Regions from separate parts of the Rattus norvegicus genome. Here region 1 is linked to region 2. A link is a contact called in public Hi-C data. All regions are on one chromosome and are shown on one strand. Each heading gives the region's core, a stretch centred on a gene start, on an enhancer-like site or on the middle of the called end of the contact. The rest is flanking DNA. Distances are from core to core; before and after follow the strand shown. Region 1 overlaps Map1b (microtubule-associated protein 1B). Region 2 overlaps Mrps27 (mitochondrial ribosomal protein S27).

Region 1 (3,143 bases), core at 443-2,942, 110 kb after region 2:
TCTGTCAATGTTTAGTTAAACTTTTGCCCCAATTTATCATGTGATTTGTACATTGGAGCAAGGGAAAAAGAAGTTTCAAGACATTCCTATATATTTCTGTATGTTGTCTTTTTGTTTCGTTTGTTTGTTTTGAGACAGGGTTTTCCCATGTAGCCTTGGCTGTCCTGGAACTTGTTCTATAGATCAGGCTGACCTCGTCCTCAGAGGTCTGCCTGCCTCTGCCTCCAGAGTGCCATGATTAAAGGCCTGTGTCACCACTACCTGGCCCGTGAATGTTTGTCTTTAAGCTCCCCTGAACAGAGCCCTTCTAATGGACCAGCTACAATGGATGAAGATCTGCTGCTTATGGAAGTCTCGAGGTCAAAGACACTTCCACCGGAGATGAGATGCTAATCAGCCTGAGCTCTATAAACCAAAAACCATTGCTAAAGCACACCCCAGGCTTGCCTGTATTCTAAGACTCCCTGCTTTCATCTTGTGATCGGTCCCCGAGAGAGAATTGAACAGCCTTTCTTGGTGTCAACTACGGTCTTTCCAAGGATTATGCCCGGGTGTTTTATAGATCAAAAATGCCTGTGCCATTAGGTGTGGTGTCACTTACCTTCAGCCACAGGGAGTGTTCCTCAGCCCCAGCACTCTGGAGGCAGTACCTGGTGGGGCTCTGCGAATCTGAGGACAGCCTGATCTACCTATCCAGTTTCAGATCTGCCAGGACTGCATAAGCTTAGAGAGAGAGAGAGAGAGAGAGAGAGAGAGAGAGAGAGAGAGAGAGAAAGAAAGAGAGAGCTACTAAGTCAGAGATAAAGAGATAGAGAGACAGAGACAGTCAGAGAGACAGAGACAATCAGAGAGAAAGAGGGACACAGAGAGACAGGGAATGTATGAGCTCAGACACACTGGATCCAAGAGTATGATGGGGAAGGAGGCTCCCCCTGCCTCCACACTGGCTGGTCCTCTTCAGAACCACAGCTCAATGTGTAAGGCTGAAACAGAACCAGAATGCCAAATTCCAAGCAAAAATAATCATCCAATACTGGGAGAGAACTCAGAGTACAGAGAGTTTGGTGACATGCCCGATGTCAAGTACAAAGTGTACCCACAGGCAGCCAGAGCAGGAACCTGGCTCCTTCCTGGCCCAGCACCATCCACTTTGATTCAGCTTCAGTAAAGAGGCTGCCCAGCACCAAGGGCACGAGATCTCAGAGCCCGTTTCCTCTCAGAGCTGTTTCACGAATCTACTCGAACCTTCTTAACTCAGGCTGACGTCGAGGCTTTTCTTGCTGTATCATTACATGAGTCTGAGGTTTCTGAGGTTAGGGTCTGGAGAGCTTCTCAAACCTCTGACTCAGATGTACTCGGCTTCCCCTTAGACACAGAGCTCACTACTGAATCTCATTTCCCTGAGACGACCAAGGTGGGGGGTGGGTGGGTGACTCACGTCTCAATGTCAGGCTTATCATTTTAAAAACGCTTGCAGCTTGTCCTAATTTCGAAGGGACACCTGACCACTGCACAAAATGTACAAAGTACAGAGACAATGTAGAAGGAAATACCGGGATGATCGCCCACATTAAGGTCTGGTGCGTTCTGCAAAGACAAACGTTGTTTTGATCATTACGTCGAGACCGAACTGTAAACGGCCTCCATGACCTTTGCCCTTTTACTCACAGCCACCACGTGTCCAGTGACACATGGTGTGTGATGTGGGCTAAGAACTGCATCCTCTTCCTTAGTCATCATTAATTAAACCGTTCCCTACTGACGAGAATTTCAGGGTTTTTTTTCTGAGCTTTTTTCTCATAGATAACAAAGTAATAAGACAGCAAGCCATTTTTATCTAATTTTATGCACAGCTCTGCTTATCTCCATAGACTCAATGTATGGGTCTATATGAAGTCGAAATGCTGATGCACTTTTACTACCTGGTTTTCACTGAATTTCCCGTGTCAGAAAGGCCATTTGTATCCAGTAGTAGAATGGGAAGAACTTGGCCTGTGCTCTTCACCAACACTATGCAGAACTACTTTTAAAGCCATGTGGTTCGCAGGCAAAGCCGTACCTTCTCGAGCCGCTCATACTCATCATGTGTCTCTCTCTACCCATCGCCTGTGTGTATATAAACTGGACGTTCATACCACAGCCCAGTTTTAAGACTTTACTTAGCTGTTTGTAAGAGCTCCTTATAAAAACAGGAAAATTAAATTTTCCACTATGAAATTCAGGGGAAATCCTTCCGGAATCACTTTCAACCGCATGTCGATACGCCCTGAGTCATGCCATCTGCTGGCAAACAGCAGAATAGTTAGTAACTACTCCTAAGGCCAAGGTAGTGTGTGTGTTGGTGCTTTTCTCACACCAATTATTTTAATAGTAGATACCGAAGATGAACAGTTAGAGGCTTCAAGACATTCTGGAAGTTCAAACGGGTCTTATGACTACAGATCTTTGATCACATTAAAATATTAGGGCTATTTAAGTTGGGCAGGAGGGGGCAAAGGCTTCGACTTGCCAGACAGAAGGGGAATGTTGAGTTCTAATTCCTATCATAACTACTTCTGGAATGAATGTTGGTCATAGGTGTGCGAGCCCCGTTTAAAGAAATCATAGCAATTCGAATTTTAAATTTCATAATAAGGTAAACGAATAAAGGTGCCTCCAGTATTTATTTTTGTTAGAAACATTTCCAATCAAGACTTTTTTTTTAACGGACATTGCTTGTAGGTAGTTAAGAAGAAGTTGGGGCAAATTCTGGTGAAGTTGGGTTTAGCCAGATCGTAAGGGTTCCATGGAATTCAACCAGAAAGTGCAGCTTAACTCAGGGCTCACGTCAAACAGTAGCCACGGCTGATGTTTACTGGCGCCAATCTCCTGTGGGAGCAGATCTGGGAGAAGTAGCGTGTTCAAAGATAACGCAGAAACATGAGCTGAATACAGTGGACCAATGGTCACCGATCGTACTCCGACACATGCAGGTCTGTAGCCAAGCACCAGGCCCCTCACTGGCCTGTCCAGACAGACAGCAATTGAGTAGCCACTCTCTTTACAGGAAGTTGCGCTCGGAAGTGTGCTGAGCCGATCTTTGGGGGCTGTGAATTATTATCTGGCCCCTGGGAGTTCTGATGTAAATCACATGTAAGCGATTG
Region 2 (3,083 bases), core at 436-2,935:
GCTGCATAGTAGATCTTGTCTCATTAAACAAGGAAGGAGATCTGTTTGAACTCATAATGTTGATTTTTTTTCTCTAACAACCACCCTTCTGTCTACTTAGGACACAGATTTTAGAAGTCAGACTAATGATTTCCTGGATTTGCAATTCCTAATCGTAGACGGACAGACGAATATCACTACCCAGTTATTTTATAACTTCGTGAGACATCATGTCTAAGACTCCATCGCTAAACCACATGTTAAGAAGACAGAGCCTGAGGGTTGGGGATTTAGCTCAGTGGTAGAGCGCTTGCCTAGGAAGCGCAAGGCCCTGGGTTCGGTCCCCAGCTCCGGAAAAAAAAAAAGAAGACTGAGCCTGTCTTTTGTTTTCTTCCAGGAGCTTTACGGCTTGAGACTTGTGATTAGGTCACGGATGCATTTTGGATTTTTGGTAGTGCTGTGCCCCAGTACTGAGAACTACTCTCCCCCACTTAGCAATATGCTCTGTTAAAACTTACTTTGTAAATGTAAAAGAGGGCCATAGGAGACAGTCAGAAGATGCTTCCTAGAGGAGTCGGCCCTTCAGCCCTGAAAGGGTCTTCCTGTAGCTCAGTGTCCGGGGCTCCAGGAGCAGGGAGACTTCATTGCTGTCCCTAAGGCTCGTGCCAGCCTTAGGCTCGTGCCAGCCTTGCACTTCCACCTTGGAGCCTGCCCTGTGCTGTGCTGAGTACTCAGTGTGGCAGCCAGAGCCAGTGCTGGCCTAGCAGTTTGCTCTACTCGTCTTCAGGCTGTAGCAGAAAGTGGGTTAGTGGGCAACCAATGGGGCAGGAAGGAAATGGATGGTGGTATCCAGGAGTGTTCGTCTTCATGGTCTGGATGTTGCTTATATGGTACATTGTATTACATCACCATTTAAAACTCAGATGCTAGACTGTCAACAATCAGCTGCCCAGTAGTTCAGTTCTTGGTTTTCCATTAAACTCCTGTTCTTGAACCAGCATGATGGCTCAGTGGGTAAAGCACTTGCCACTAAACCTAGGGCTTGAGTTCAGCCCCTAATGGTAGGAGAAAACTGACTTCAAGTTGCCCCTGGCTTCCACACACTGTGGTATGTCTGCATACATGGCTGCACACCCATATAAATAAACACACGCAGGAAACAGTTTTAAAAATACGGTTCTTGCTATAACATAGTAGTACAGAGATGCAGTACAGCTCCTGGTGCGCTCGGCTGTTGGTGGGTTTTTGTTTTGTTTGCGTCTCAGTCGCTTTTTGATCAGCATTACCACACCAGTGAAGTGGTTTTTAGGAACATATGCAAGATGCCACTTAAGTGTAGATTATTTAGTTAATTATAGCAGAAAATAGTGTGAAACTTGGCATTTCGTTGTCCTGGAAACAGCCCAGCATTTCATGCATATTTTGAGTGACCTAATTACTTCGAACATTCTGAATGACTACTTCACCATTAGTTCAAATGCGTTTACCTAGCGAACTTTCATTATGTAATGGTTTGACTCCCGTTTTCAACCAGTACTCATTTTACTCAGTGCAGTTTTAGCACAGAAATAAAGACGGATAAATAAGCTGTGTGTGGGTGTAGCAGTGGCGGGCCCTCCCCTCTGTGTTCCGTGTAGCAGTGGCGAGCCCTCCCCTGTGTTCCCTGCTGTACAGCTTCCACCCGACCACGGCAGCTAAAGCAGAAATGCGATAATCTCGAAGGTTCAGGTCTGTAGCTGGGAAGAAGCAATAAAGCAGCAAGGAAACGGGAGGCTGATGTCGGAAGGGCAGGAAGTGTGACTCAGGAGGTGTGTAGTGACCAGGACCTTGAAGGCAGTCTCGTATCCTCCAACATGGCTTACTCATAGACCAAAGACTTAGATTTAACAAGTGAAATCATCCAGGGTATGAAAATACAACAGGAAAATAATCTTTAGAATCTAGAAGCTTGGTCTTTTTGAACATGGTGAGAATGTCAAAAATAACCTTAGTAAGAACTTGGTTTGTCCTAGGAATTATAAATTCATGTGTAGCAAAATGATTTACAGCTACGTCAAATAATAAGAAAAATGAGAAACTACTTAATTATGATATTGGTTTTCCATTAATAATCTTAAGAAATAGGTCAAACATCCTATGAATCATAGGGATGTAAACATTGCAGTGGAGGGAAAAAGAACAGAAAAGGCAATTCTAAAGAAAAGCCAGTAGCCAAAAGAATATGAAGTAGGTTCAGCCTTGCCCGTGAATACGTGAGTAAAGTGCGTAATGGTGAAGACTTGAACGTTACAGTTTTGTCCTCATGGAGGTAGATACTCCTCTACCCCAGTACACCTACTGGCTTAAGTTGGTGGTTTTTAGAAAGAATTTGTCCTACAAGAAATAGATGCATAACTCAAGAAAACTAACTGTAGTTTTGTTTACATAATAAAGAGCCAGGAACACCGTAACTAAATAACTGGTTAGGAGAGCAGTGTTGTACTAGCTCTGGATGGACCCAGTGGTTTTTACGTCTATATTTTGTATGTAATGATTAAATTTACATAAAATTATTAGACTTATGTCAGGAAACTATGCTCCTCACAGGGCATGAGAACAGAAGGGCCCACGACATGCTGTCTTCATGGTGCTGTTAGTTCCTTGATGAGGCCGTGCCCTGCTGACCTGAGCCTTCCATTAGACCCTATGTTCCTCAAACACTGTGGGATTTAGAGTTGAGCTCCAGGCCAGGGATGGTAGTATACACTTTCACTTCCAGCCCTTGGGAGGCAGATGGCTTGAGTTTGAGGCCACCTGGATCTAGAAAGTGAGTTCCAGACCAGCCAGGGCTACAGAGAAACTCTGTCTCGAGCAGACAAGGGGGAAAAGTGTTGAGCTCCAGTTTGAGAGGAAACCTTTAAATATCCTACTCAACCAAGTCAGTCATTTTAGAAACCTTTGTTTTCTTCCTTTCTGCCTTGCCCCAGCCCACCCTGAACAAGGAAAACAAAGGCTTACAAATTTAGCTCTCATTTATCCCCACCACAGCTTGGAATAGGAAATGTTCTGAAGCAGAATTTCCATAAAACCCATGTCCATGACATCCCATGAGAGCAGTAGGGCTA

Evidence for each region. Hi-C and Micro-C count contacts between places; a contact is called where the count stands out from the background.
Region 1: a Hi-C map of the Rat2 cell line shows a contact between it and region 2, with 3 times the contacts expected there. The contact joins two enhancer-like sites. A contact is called at or near these places in 3 of 12 Hi-C or Micro-C datasets (the A7r5 cell line, the Rat2 cell line and liver).

What each region holds. Positions count from the first base shown.
Region 1 is chr2:32,612,934-32,616,076 of GRCr8, forward strand. All of the region lies in intron 2 of Map1b (microtubule-associated protein 1B), which reads right to left. Among named protein-coding and RNA genes, the nearest start is that of Map1b, 30 kb to the right of the region's middle. Within about 2 kb of position 1,693, at least 16 of the 93 cell types and tissues checked have an H3K27ac peak or open chromatin away from gene starts, as enhancers often do.
Region 2 is chr2:32,506,981-32,510,063 of GRCr8, forward strand. The region is part of intron 4 of Mrps27 (mitochondrial ribosomal protein S27); the gene reads left to right. Among named protein-coding and RNA genes, the nearest start is that of Mrps27, 34 kb to the left of the region's middle. Within about 2 kb of position 1,686, at least 12 of the 93 cell types and tissues checked have an H3K27ac peak or open chromatin away from gene starts, as enhancers often do.